Regions from separate parts of the Rattus norvegicus genome. Here region 2 is linked to region 1. A link is a contact called in public Hi-C data. All regions are on one chromosome and are shown on one strand. The core of a region is the stretch at or near the end of the contact, and the rest is flanking DNA. Distances in the headings are between cores, read along the strand shown.

Region 1 (6,695 bases), core at 2,938-5,437:
TATATACAGGAACTTGACTAGAAATAATGCACGATAAATAGCTACCAATATTTATCAATATCTACAAATATTTTGGAAGTACTGACTTCAACACACCAATATCTGACCTCAAATGCAGCCTATACAGTTAGTTATACTGTACAGCTAATGCAGGGAGTTAAATTCTTGCATGCAAAAAATGCTAGTGTCTTCTAAGGTACAGCTCCTTAACCCATGAGACATAACTCCATTTGGGATTAAGTAGCTGAATATTAGGTGGCAAAATATTTGGCAACAGAAAAGGTTGTCTGAACAGGACAACCAAAAATTAATTGAAAGTTAAAAACATTAACTTGGCCAAGGTTTTTCTGGCTATGGCAAACTTGTGTTGCAGCAAGCACCCTTCCCACTGCACACAGCCTGCACCCTTCACACTGCACACAGCCTGCACCCTTCCCACTGCACACAGCCTGCACCCTTCACACTGCACACAGCCTGCCCCCTTCCCACTGTACACAGCCTGCACCCTTCCCACTGCACACAGCCTGCACCCTTCCCACTGTACACAGCCTGCACCCTTCCCACTGCACACAGCCTGCGCCCTTCCCACTGTACACAGCCTGCCCCCTTCACGCTGCACACAGCCTGCACCCTTCCCACTGCACACAGCCTGCCCCCTTCACGCTGCACACAGCCTGCACCCTTCCCACTGCACACAGCCTGCCCCCTTCACGCTGCACATAGCCTGCACCCTTCCCACTGCACACAGCCTGAGCCCTTCCCACTGCACACAGCCTGAGCCCTTCCCACTGCACACAGCCTGAGCCCTTCCCACTGCACACAGGCTGAGCCCTTCCCACTGCACACAGTCTGCACCCTTCCCACTGCACACAGCCTGAGCCCTTCCCACTGCACACAGCCTGCACCCTTCCCACTGCACACAGCCTGCCCCCTTCACGCTGCACACAGCCTGCACCCTTCCCACTGCACACAGCCTGAGCCCTTCCCACTGCACACAGCCTGCACCCTTCCCACTGCACACAGCCTGCACTCTTCCCACTGTACAGGCCCCACAACAGCAGACAGTCCCCCTTGGAAGTGCCCAGCTCAGACTGGTAGGCACTACATACACAAAGCTGTCTGCTGTTGTAGAAATACAGTGATTTAATTATGGCACACAAAGACAATACTTTCCTATTGTCCCTCTTCAGAATGTTAAGTATCAAAATGTTGTCATTTTATGGTATGTATTCAAAACGGTGTCCTCAGCGTTGACAACTAGAAAATCAAAATGTTAATCAAATCTGGAAAACACAGAATACTGTCTTTTATATCACATGTTCAGCCAAGATTTAATTCTTTTTAAAAATTAACGAGCCCATCCACCTCACTAAAATACACATTCAGTTTCATCTTCAATAAATAGTAAAACTGTATATATTTCAGAAAACCGTTTCGGGGCAGCTTATGATTGGTACATGTCTCACTTCTGTATCTATTTTATATACTCATGTAACTTGGGGTTGCAGAACATTTCTTGGGCAGAATGGGTCCAGGAGTGGAAAAGGTTTATGATACACCGCTCTCCGATACTGGACTTCTCTGACTTTATGGGAAGACTCCCGACTACCTGCAGCCTGTGGTAGGCGTCTTTCTCCATCAGCTTGTCACCAGGGCAAAAGTAATCCACAGCGGCATAGCTGCTGTGACGTTTTAAAGAATTCCCAGGGGAGGGACCAGGGATGCAGGACGCAATGCTTGCTGCTCATGTGAGAGGCCTCGTGTGTGAGCCTCAGCACAGGACAAACAGAACATGTCGGCATACACCACACGCCTCACAAGGCGAGGACAGGAAGATGCATTAGAAAGCCGAGGGCACCGCCAGCTACACGGTGAGATCAGGGCCAACGTGGGGCAGTTTCAGGAAAATAACTCCTATTTGGGGTTTCTGATGCAACCAGAGACATTTTATAGAGCAAAAGGAGACAAAGGAAGAAGAGACAGGCAGCCACGCTCATCGCTCACGGGAGTACAGAACCTACAACAGGAAAGGAAATGAGGGAGACAGGAGGACTTAAAAGTAATATAGAGATACACAGTTCAATTAATTAAAGGTTGAGCCCAATGCCCGGGGCATGCACCTCGGAAACCCACAGTTAAACAAACCTCTTCCCCACTAGCGATTGGTGAAAAGGTGAAATACATCAGCGCATCAAATTATCGGAAGCCTCAGGTGAGGGAAAGCCCTCATGCAAATCTGATGGGGAGTCACGACGTCACCTTCCTGTGCTCCGCTCTCACCTGCTCTCCCCTCCAGCACACTACCAGCTAGCCCACAGCTCACCTCCTTCCAGGGCCCTCCTGGTTGTGGGATCTACTTTCAGCTTCTACTGACATGCACCTGGCAACTGTGGTTCTGTTAGGGTGTTTTTGTTTTTTAACAACAACAAAAAAAAGTTTCACAACAAACCGGGAATCTCCTAAACTGGGCAAGTTTACAAGATGTGCCTTGTGCTAGAGTAAACACTGAAAATAAAGCAAACAGTAAAATTTCTGTGTATGGAAACATTCCTGAAAGGCCCAATAACAACCGGTATGACATTTCCATCACAAATCCGCTACTGAGGATGGCGCTGTGGGCTGACAGGGTTCTGGGATGCCTTCCTCTTGCTTTGCACACATTCCCAACAAACCGTCTGAACGAATGGAGAGCCACGGAATGCAGGAATTGTCCTACCGTCCTGCTACAAGCACTGGCTGCATTTCCCCATTACTGAATGCAGCTCTTCAAGTCTGGCCTGCGCCAGAGGCAGAAAAGAAATGAGGTTGGCAGGCCGGAGTGATGGCGGCTCATCTTCCAGAGGTCCTGAGTTCAAATCCCAGCAACCACATGGTGGCTCACAACCATCTGTGATGAGATCTGATGCCCTCTTCTGGTGTGTCTGGAGACAGCTACAGTGTACTCATAATCAATCAATCAATCAATCAATCAATCAATCAATCTTTATAAAAAAAATGAGGTTGGAGCCTCACTCGGTTAAGCTAACTGCGTGTTATTTTGTGGGGGTAGAAAAGGAGAATGATACTTGAAAGCAGAAACAAGAAAACTCATTTAAAAACAATACCCTGTTTTTTGTTTTGTTGGGAAGACAAAAGTAACAGGACAGAAGTAAGCTCTGAGTTATCCTATGAATCTTTATGTCCAAGAGAGAGAGAGAGAGAGAGAGAGAGAGAGAGAGAGAGAGAGAGAGAGAGAGAGAGGAGCAACTAAGCAATGAGGAGTTGATAAGTTTTGCTCAGTCCAAAACTGATGCCTAACCATTTTGAAAATTCAAAAGGACCATAAAGCCGGCTCTACCAAAGGAAGACACCTGCCTGCCAGCTGCAGACTCCTTGGGTCTAGATTTGAATAAAGAATAATTCACCAACCACAGCTACAGCCAATGCCCACCTTCTGATGGCTTGCAGTCTCTATCAGACACGGCCAACGTTTTAGCTCACACAAGTCTCTTTACATGACAGTTAACTTCAACCACACGAAGCATCTGAGTCAAAATCTAGAACCGGCAATCCCACGGTGGGAGGGGACCCAAGCGAGTCGGAGTACCAGCAGCTAACTTCAAAAGCAGCTTTGAACTGGAAGCATCCATCCTTTCACAGTTTCCACCGCGTTCAGTGCCGCATCTGACACGCAGTGAGTACTCAGGAAACGGCTACTGAACAGATGGTTTCAAAATGATAGCTCTGGAGAAGGTCAGGAGCAAAGCAGAAGAGAAGGTGCCTAGAGCGCTGGGCAAGCAGCCTCTGTGATGGATGCCGACCCCAGAGGGCCAGACCTGCCACACTGCATTCATCATGAAATTCTTACGTGTCTGTTTCTGACTCGCTAACTTCTACATATCTGACATCTTAAGGTTCGCACAGCAACTCTGCGAGAGGGTTCTGGTTTTTGATTTGCACCACTATTCCTAAGCGCCAAAAGGCAAAACCAGGGGAAATACCCATCTGTCAGCTAATGGAGAAAGAAATGCAGCACACCCATGCATGGAATCTTAGTTGGTAATAAAAAGAAATATGGACCCATACTATGCTGGATAAACCTCAAAAAATTCTGCTAAATGGAAGAATTCAGTCTTGAAGGTGGCATGATTCATTTATATGGAGTGTAGAGAAATGGGCTGAACCACAGAGTCAAAAACAGACTGAACAATTAGTTGCCAAGGATTGGAGCACAGGGGTTGGTGGAAGAAAAGGAACAGATGCTTATGTCTACTTGGTTTCTTGCGAGGGTGATGAAAACGTTCTAAATTTAGGTCATGGGGAGAGTTGCACAACCACGGTAAATGCACTGGAATGATCACTAAACTACATACTCGCACAGGTGAATTTCATATGGTGTTCATACTGTATCTTAATAAAGATGTTTGAAACAAGTCAAAACAAATAGGAGGAAAAGAGCAGCAGAGAAAAAAGGCTTTGTACTTTTCTTAAAGCATTGGGACAGAGTGCAGTGATGGGAGCAGACTTAAACTTCTGCTCTGTTGCAGGAAAAGCAGGGGTCAATAATGCAGATCTCACTGTGCATACCACCCCTGCTGTCTACACACACACAGCAGACATAACACACACACCAGATCCCCCCAACACCACATAAACATCAGACACAACACACTAGACACACACCAGACACACACACACACCATACACATAGATACTTACACACCTCACATACAGCATACACACACCACACAAACATACCATATACACAGACACAACACACCAGACACACACCAGACACACACACACACACACACACACACCATACACATAGATACTTACACACCTCACATACAGCATACACACACCACACACACATACCATATACACAGACACACACACACACACACACACACACACACCACATATACACACCAGATGCAACACACACACACCAGACCAAATACACAGACTCTCCCAACACATCACACACCACACACACACACACACACCACATACACACACTACACATACATCATACATACACCAAACGTACACATCAGACACAACACACACACCAGACACCCACACACACACACCACATACCCATCAGATACAACACACCAGACACACACACACCTCACATACATTATACACACACAAAGACACATGACCCACACATCATACAATCAAAACACACACACAAAACACATGTCACACACACACCAGACACATATACATAACATACCACATACACACCACGTATACAATACAATACACACAAGGCACAACACACTAGGCACTCATACACAACATACCACACACACACACACACACACACACACACACACACAGAAAATTGAAAAGCTAAAGAGTACTGATCTCTTGCTCTCTTGTGCTCCTTCTTTGACTGGTTAGAAAAATGACACACAGCAATTCACCAAAAAGGGCTTGAAAAAGATGCTCTGATTCCAAGAATAGAAGAGTTAAGAGGTATTTTTAAAAGTGAACGGCTTTGGCTTGAGTCACATACAGTGCGGAACATTCTGGACAACTGTCAACATTCAGTTCTCGTTCCATTTCTGACCTGTAAAAGCCCCCTCTTCCAGCTTGGGCCTCTCTTGAGGAAAAACGACAAAGCAGCCAAAACTAGGAAGCCACGTGTGGTGAAGACTGTCTGCACAGTCTTAGGAGAAGAAACAAGTCTGACCTATGCCGTACGTCAAAACTCCTCAGTACCACACCCTTAGAACTCTTATTCACTTATTCACTTCTTAGTCACTTTATTCCAGCCAGCGCCAACCCGCTCAGGTACTTACGATCAGGTTCTCATCCAATAAAGCAACCCTGCAAGTCCCTTCCTTTTAAGGAATCACAAAAGACCATTAAGTTGTAACATAAAAGAAATAAACAAAAAAAAAATCTAGTAACACTAAGAAAAGCAAATCAGTGATGTGATTTTCAAAGTTGTCCAGCATGGGCTCACATCAATGTGAGAGATCACATGATTTATTTTGCTCTAATGATAAAACCATACATCATCTGCAAAGTGTTTTGAAAATGTCCCCCATTACTCAGGAATGCAAACTGGTAAGGATCTTTGTGTGTGTGTGTCTTCTGCTCCCCACCCTACCCCCACACACAATGTGGCTCTCATGATACAGATCTACATTTACTGGGCACAGAAGGCTTTCATGATGTCCTGCAGGCTTGGAAGAGTTTGTCCCGTATGATTCCGTATATGTAAACAGAACAGCATGGGATAAGTCACGTTGCTGTCAGTGGTTATCTTTGGGTGATAAAATTATGAATTATTTGTTTTCTGATATTTCCTCATCATGCTGTTTATGAGAGCATACTGCATAAAACAACTTTTGAAGATTTATTTATTTTTATGTGTATGATTAGTTTGCCTTTATGTGTGACTACCATGTGCATGCCTGGTATCCTCGGAGGTCAAAACAGGGAGTTGGCCTGGGCATATAACCAAAAGATGCTCCAAAATATAGCAAGGACACGTGCTCCACTATGTTCACCTTACTTATACTAGCCACAAGCTGGAAACAACACAGATGGCTCAACAGAGGAATGGATACAGAAAATGTGGTACATTTACACAATGGTGTACTACACAGCCATTAAAAGCAGTAACTTCATGGAATTTGCAGGCAAATGGATGGAACTAGAAAATATCATCCTGAGTGAGGTAACCCAGACAC
Region 2 (7,700 bases), core at 1,726-4,225, 41 kb after region 1:
TTGTGTGTTGTGTAACAGTTTCCTCCAAGCTTCCCACAGGAAGTTCCTTAAGCAGGAAGGTAAACAGTTCAGAACAAGCTTCAGGAAGGTCTGGAAACTGACCAGGTTCACTAGGCTCCTCCTTGCTATATAAGCAAATAAGAGATGAGTGTTCCATTTGTCAATGTGTGTGTGTGCGTGCGTGCCTGCCTGCCTGCCTGCCTGCCTGCGTGCGGGCGTGCATGTGTGCATGCGTGTATGGGTAAAAGACTCAAAGACCAGACCAGCTAACTGCAAAATGCAGAAACCAGCCTAGCTGCCTGGAAGAAGTTGAAACCAACTGAGGATCCTGGAAGGGACAGTCTCCAACCTGTTGAGCTGCCTGTAGGCTGTGCAGAGGACTCCAGGTCCCCAGCTTTGTGAGCTGTCACCCATGCTGGGGTGGGCTTCGGTGATACAGCTTTTCTGCCCCTGTGCATGACCCCTCTTCCATATTCATATAAATAACCCCAATAAAACTCACCAAGCTGGGCTTGGGTGGTATTTGTGCTCTGATCTGTTGTGGGCTCCCTATCTGAGATGAACATGGTGTGTCTCCTGAGGAAATGTTATACAAAAGTCTTGCTGTGTCTAAATAGGAATCTGACTTGTTCTGTAAAACTGTCGGATAACAATGCCTCCTGGGGGCCTGTTCTAGGCCAAGGATCTGATAATCTCTGACATATCCAGTGCCTGAGGTGCCTTTAAGTTTATTTTCACCTACATTCTTGCCTTATCCTCACAATGCTAAGTAGGCAGGTGTCGTAAGAGGTAAAATAAATTTAGAAAAGTATGTTTGCCTTTTGCTTATAAGCAAGCAGATGCTCCTGAAATCCAGAGGTCAAAATCCCATTGCGGGGTCAACCAAAACTGTCTACAGAGGCACCAATCACAAGAGGATAAAACAGGACAACAGGGTGGGCTAACTTGCCAAAACTCTTCTGCTATAGGAACTTGCAATGAACTTCGCTCAACGAACAGGTTCTACAAAGGTGTTTGTTTGGAAGAACGCTACTTTATTTACACATGTGATCATTCCCTTTTACCTGGACACCCCGCAGGTAACAGATAAATGAAACTGATACTAAATTCTAATACTGAAATTCATCCTTTGGAACAGCTACAGTGATCCTGTAAGGTAGCGACTCAGAGCCAACACGCACCTTTCAGGATCACGGATGGAACTCCCTGAAGAACTTTTTTTTCAACAAGACATAGACAGACAGATAGACAGACACACGCATGCACGCACAGATGGTAATCCACATTTAGTAAAACCCGACTTTCTAGAAGACTCATTCTCCCACGTCTCATTACCTTCTCATAGGTACAATGGGGTCCTTTATTTACACTGTCTTTTTACTTACATATGTAGTATGGTTCACGTATGAGTCTGACTCTATTGAGAACAAGGTGCTACCAAAAACAAAACAAAAAAACCCCAACCAAACCAAAACAAAAACCACCCCAAACCAAGCCTTGTAGAGGAGTTACGAGCCCCTTAGTGACCCCCCACAGAAGATGCTGTGGTCTCTGAGTCTGTGGAAGGCTTGGTATTTCAAAGGTCAGTCTTGGTCACTCCTTTTGGATGACTAATGCTACATTGTTTGACTTTCTACAAAAATATTTAGCTGTGCTTATTTACATAATTTCATCCCCAGGGCATACAGTAGGCACATATTGGTTGTAAGGAATCCCAGACGAAAAGAAGAGCTGCGAATGGTAAACTCTAATTTTATGGAAAATTTATGGAAAGGTCTGTGCTTTCCCTTTTAACTTCCAGCAATGCAACTGCTTAAAAAGAGAGAAGGATAAAAGGCACAGTGGGGGAAATCCCAGCATCTTCTAGAAAACACCATTATCTTCAATCGCAGGAGAGTTGGTTAAGAATGCTTCCTCACCCACCTGCACAACTTTTCCAGGGAAACAGGTCTTAAAATCTAAAGCGCAGACTCACATCTAACCCCCAAGAGAGGCAGTCTAAGTCAGAACATACCAGTCCACAGATACTAAATGATACAGACAATCAGGTAGCGGTTTGAGAAGCAAGTGCCCGCCTCCCCACCCTCCCTCCCTCTCTTTTCTCAAATAGGGTCTTTTGTAGCTCAGGCTGGCTTCGAACTCTGGATCTTCCTGATTCAGTGTTCCTAGTACCCAGCCTCGAAAGACATTTTTCAAACAATGTTTAACACTAGGCATCAGAGTAGAAACTTCTGAACTTCTAAGACCATCAGAAGTCATTCTACAACTATATATATATATATATATATATATATATATATATATATATATATATATATATATATATATGCCACCAATGTGGGTGTGATTGGCAAACACATTCTTACACATTTCTGCATTTTCTTAAATTTTATTTACATTATGCTCCACCCTTTATCACAAGCTGGATAACTACCTCACTCTGTCTCTCAAAAACTCCCCCACGAACGGGAAAAGTTAAATAAGGGCTGGAGGGGCGTTTCTGGGGGTTGTTGGGTTTTGTCCCTAAAAGACACCCAACGCCCCCGGATCCCTTGAGGCAAGCAGAGTGAAAGCTCGTCAGAATTGCTTGGCTGTTGGGAATTCACCGCAGGTCTCCTTTTCTGCCCTGTCCAGCAAGGTCATCGGTTTTATCTGGGGAAACTCAACTCTTACTCTAGTTGGGTCACCAGCCGCCCCTTGCCCAGCACCTTCCCGGACCGGATAGCCAGGGCTCTAGGCTCACCTGACCACGTTGGGGTGCTCAAAGGTCTCCAGGTGCCTCAGCACCGCCACCTCGCGGATGGTGGAGAGCGGCATGCCCTCCTCTCCGGTCTGCACTCGCACGCGCTTCAGAGCCACGAAGCGGCCGCCGTTCTTCAGGTCGCGGGCCTTGAACACCTTCCCGTAGGCGCCTTCCCCGATCTCCGCCACGCACTCATACTGCTGGTCGGCGCGACTCAGGCTGTCCTTCTCCATGCTGGCTGGAGGCTGCCGGCGCGGCACAGTGGAACCGGGTGCTCACTGGTTGCCTTATACGCCTCCGGGACGCCCGGAGTCGGACTCGCGGCCGCCGGGCTGGACGGACCGACCTCTTTGCCCGCGGGCTCAAGCCGGGCGCAGCCGCCGCGAAACTCCGCCTAGCCGAGTCGCCGCGCTGCGGCCGCAGGAGAGCGCCGATCCCTCCTCTTCCCCCTCCGCAGCGATTACATAGTCTGCCCACAATCTCTGCACCTAGGAGGAGGAGACGGGAGGACAAGGAGAAAGTGTGATCAGGCTGCTTGGGAGACTTCACCGGGTTCCACCAGCTCCCCTCCTCCTCCCCTCTATTCGCCCCAGCTGCCTAATCCGGCCGGGTTTCTCCGAGAAAAACCAAGTTACTTTTTCTTCCCCAGCAGGGCTCGTGCAGTCTTCGCGAGGAGAGGTTGCTCCGGCCCCTCGGGGATGAGCGCCGCGCGGGAGGCAGCGGGACGAGAGGGGGCGTGCCGAGCAACCCAGAGTGTGCCGGGAGCGCGGGGGAGGGGAAGCGGCGGGCGCGTCAATGTCACGGCTCAATATTTATACCTATACCGTTGTTCTCAGCTGCCCTCTCTGACTCCGGGGGCCTGGACGTGCGGGGAACGGGGCGTCCTGGGGGAGTTCAGAAGCTGGCGTGAATGCACCAGGGGTTCACCCATGTGGGGCAGCAGAACCGGGTTGGGGCTCCCAGGACCCTGTAACCCGATGCTGGGAGTATGCGAGTAGGGGTGGTCAGACATCTGCTCGGAAATTGCTTCCTTTCTTTCTACTTTCAGTTTTTCTACCGAGAGACATTTAAAAGGGACTCGCTCACACAAATGGTCTTTGGGGGTATGGCAAGCTTAGTGGGAGACGAAATTCTGCCTCCGACTCGGAGGACCTCCCTGGTGGAAACTCTGGGAGGACAGACCATCTGGTAGAGGAGGGCTGGGGCTACTAGAGATGGGAGAGCGAGGGGCCCTGGAAGGGGAGAAGTGCTTCCCCCCCACACACACACTAATCCCAAGGGTGTGGGGAAGGCTCGTCCTGTACGGAAAAAGTAACTTCGGGATTTAGCTAGCTAAACCGGGCTGGTCCTAAAGTTTTCAACCCGTGCAAAAGCAACCGCCCTTACGACGGTGGGGGTGAAGGGTAGTAAACGTAGGTCTCCGGGGTGTGAGAGGAGACTGCCCTTGTGTCACGACCACCGAACCTCTGCCCGATATTCCGGGACGGCTGGAGGTCGGTAGCCGAGACGGTCGTTCGGTTCCCCAAAGTCTGGAGGCCAGGTCCCACGCGTAGTCAGGCGCCCCTTCCCCGTTCAGTTGTTTAGGGATGACCCAGTAAGCCTTCCCATCCCACGGAGGCCTTAGTCTGGGCTGGACCTTGGTCACCGCAGCCGCGTGTCCGGAACGGTCCACAGGCGTTTACCTGCCCCGCACCCCTCCTCCCCCGCTCGCTCTTCTGCCTGGAATTAAAGAACACATGGCGCGACCCCCCCCCCCCCCCTGGGTGCCCGCGTAGCACCGCGCGGCCAAGGCAGAGTCTCTCTCGGCTCCTTTGAGAGCTTTCCTAAAAAGCTGTGGAAAGGACCCCCCAGCCCTCGCCCGGGGGTCCGAGCCAGGTCGAGGGCCACACAGGTAGCGGGAGCAGCGGCCTTGGCGCCCGCCCTCCCCCTCTGGTGGTGTCCAGCCCAGGTTCCGGGAGGCGGCAGCCGTCCCACCCCCGCGGGCCTGCACCCCCCGGACCCGAGAGGCGGTGCCTAGCCCCCTCCCCTCCTCCACTTTTTTGTTGTTGTTGTTGCTTTCCCACGCTGGCTGAATGTGACTTGACCCCATTTCAAAAAAGTTTGACATAGTGCTTCAACATTTCCGCATTCCTCCGCGACTACAAAGGCTGCAGCCGCCTCCTTCTGCTTTCTGTCTCTGCTCTGTCTTCGCACTCAATGAAATCCTTCATGAGCCTCTCCCGAAGCCTTGCCAAACGCCGCAAGGGTCGCCACCAGCGCAGCGAGGGGAGGCCGCCCGCGGGACCGCGACCCGCGCGTGTGCGCAAACGCAGATGCGCCCGCGCAGATACGCCCACGTGCACGGGGACGAGTGCGCCGCCGAGCCCCGGGCTGCTCTTGCCCAGGGTGTGCATTTGAACTGCAAAGCTTTAAATAAGAAAAGCAAACTTGGGGCGTGAAGCAAGAGTGCATGCTTGCGGGGCTTCAACCCCGGTGGGCTCCGTGCACTCCTCCGTGCATAACGCGCCCGAGGGGTCGCCAGCAGGAAGGCTGGGCGAACGTTTTACTCCTTAGTGGGGAAGATGGGGCCCATACCCACACCCCTCGGGAGGCTGCAGAGGGAACTTGCACAGGGGAAATAAACATGGGGGCGCGGAAACACATTCTCCAGCACGGAATCCCACCCAGACGGTGCATGTTCAACTTTAAATGTGACTGTCCAAGTAGAGTCAGTTTGGGGAAGCTCGATGAGAAGTGAACGTGTGGCTATTTTGCGCACCAATCTGTTCAAGCTGGCATAGGACCCTGGGGTCGGGGTGTCCTCGGTGTGGAAGGTTCCTCTCGAGACCTCTAGCTTCCCCCAGCTGGCCCCCATAACTTAACCAGTCTCAACTAAGGGGTTAACGCCAGCGGATCCCGAGGGGCCACACAGCCCCCTACACCCCGTTACCCTCACCCACCCCGATCCTCGCCGGGGACCCCCCCCGTCCCTCAGCCCACCCACGAGAGCCCGTGGCCCCTTACCTGCGGTCCAGGGGCGCCGGCCTCTTGTGAAGCTGGAATGTCTGTCGGCCCCCGCACGTGTTCGCCCCGTGGAGCAGGTAACTGACTACTGCGGCCCAGGCGAGAGGCGCTCTGCGGGCAGGGGGTGGGCACAGCGGCGGAGGGCGGAGGGACGGAGGAGGGCGCCGCCCGCGGGGCGTCCAAGGAGGCTCGGGGGCCCTCGGGGCTCTAGCCTGGGCTGGGGGCCCGAGTAGAGGAGGCTGCGCGGCTGGGCGGGGATCTGCGAGCCTCGGGGCCCGAGACCTACCCGGAGGCGAGTGTGCAAATTAAAGCCTTCCGGAGCAAGCGAGCCAGGCCCGGCCCGGGCTGTGCTGCTCCCCAGCGATCGGCTCAGAACGGGGGGCCCGGAGGGCGGGGGAGAGTTAAATGAAAATTTCCGGTTCTCACTGAAACCTCTCTAGTGGGGGAATCTCGCGACTGAAAATAAGTCGCGTGAAAGTGATCGGGTGGGATGCGGCGTCGGGGGTCCGCAGGGTTTCTACACCTAAGGTCTCCCAGAGTTGGGGTGTTGACAGGGTGAGGCGGGGGGGGGGAGGGTATTAGTAGGATGAAGACGGGTCAAAACAAAACAACAGCAATTATGGGGGGTCGTTGCGTGGTAGATAACATTTTCCTACACGCAAAAATCGGACCTTATTAAGGAGTGGGGTGTGGGGGAAGAAGATTGGCAGGATGCCGTGCAGAAAAGAAAATACCAATCCGTCCAAGCACTTTTCACTTTCAGCTTCAGCTACATTTGTTTTGTTTTCTCTCACTTCCTTTCCGCCTCACAAAGCCCTATCTTTTCCTTTTGGACAGAGGCTATGGTTTGGGAATTGCCAAGGACTCTTGTGGTTAACGATCTATTTGAAGGGGCTGGCAGGGTCAAAATTATTAAGTGGTTAGAAACTGTTGAGGGCTCACCAAGGTATTTCTGGAGAGCTAAAAAGATTCGATTTCTGTATAGACATATATATATATATATATATATATATATATATATGCAAATATATATATACTGCAAAGTAATGGACACACTTAAAGAAGAGTGCTTAACTTAAGTGCTTTTATTGGGGATTTTGAAATTTGAAATTTTATAAGACTGTCTCTTTTACCAGAGGAAAAGTTGGATGCAGTTACTTCAGGTGAGAATTGAGATTTTTGGAGAAGGGGAAGAAAGGTCAAGACTTTCTACAAGGAGTAAAGGAAAATAGCTGTCTTTGAAAATAATTCGATGTTTCCCCAAATCTGTATCTGTAGAATTTGAAACTTTTAAACAATTTAAAGCAAGAGAGAGAAAGCACAGGAGAGGGAATTTCTGCACTTTGTAGAAAAGTCAACAAAATTCTGTTTAAATTGGAAATATTGCTTGTAAGAATGTTTTGTATTTTATTAGACCATGTTACTAATTTCACGATAGATTTTTTTCCTTTTAAAAATTGCTTCTGTTACAATGTGAAGCAAGGTTAAAGGGATAAAAGTTACTATAGAAAACTTTTTTTTTACAGTTTTTTTTTACAGATGCATTGTAGTGTCTTTTTAAATAATAAAAATGGATAATGATATGCCTCTAAACTTATAAAGCACATTTTGTGTTTGAGTACATCTTCTAAAATAAAACCCAGCAAATTTTGTCTAATGGTTTCAGACATTTCATATACACAAAGCAAATTATTAGATTTTATATTTATAAAAGTATCACTCCCAATCACTAGGCTCTTGGCTAAAGATACAGTGAAAGCCCCCCATTTTGATGACTGTTTACACTTATCAATGCTTTTTAAAACAATGTATTTGCTTATCTAAAAATAATAGTCAATAAATAGCTGTAGGAATAAGCACGTGGTGTCACATTTATTTAAGTAAATAATTTATTCAAAAAATAATAAGTGGTAAATACCTTTTAACAGAAGTGTTTATTCTACACCGTGTAGTA

Evidence for each region. A called contact is a pair of places that touch in the nucleus more often than the background predicts.
Region 2: a contact with region 1 is called in a Hi-C map of the A7r5 cell line, with 1.7 times the contacts expected there. The contact joins the promoter of Cdk6 here to the enhancer-like site in region 1. A contact is called at or near these places in 4 of 12 Hi-C or Micro-C datasets (the A7r5 cell line, the Rat2 cell line, Schwann cells and 1 more).

The regions. Positions count from the first base shown.
Region 1 is chr4:31,736,009-31,742,703 of GRCr8, forward strand. The region is part of intron 1 of Cdk6 (cyclin-dependent kinase 6); the gene reads right to left. Among named protein-coding and RNA genes, the nearest start is that of Cdk6, 42 kb to the right of the region's middle. Within about 2 kb of position 4,188, at least 19 of the 93 cell types and tissues checked have an H3K27ac peak or open chromatin away from gene starts, as enhancers often do. A contact at or near this core is called in the A7r5 cell line, where this site is marked.
Region 2 is chr4:31,778,527-31,786,226 of GRCr8, forward strand. It overlaps Cdk6 (cyclin-dependent kinase 6), which reads right to left and starts at 2,976. Exons shown (of 7, transcript NM_001191861.2): 1 at 2,744-2,976. The coding sequence starts at 2,976.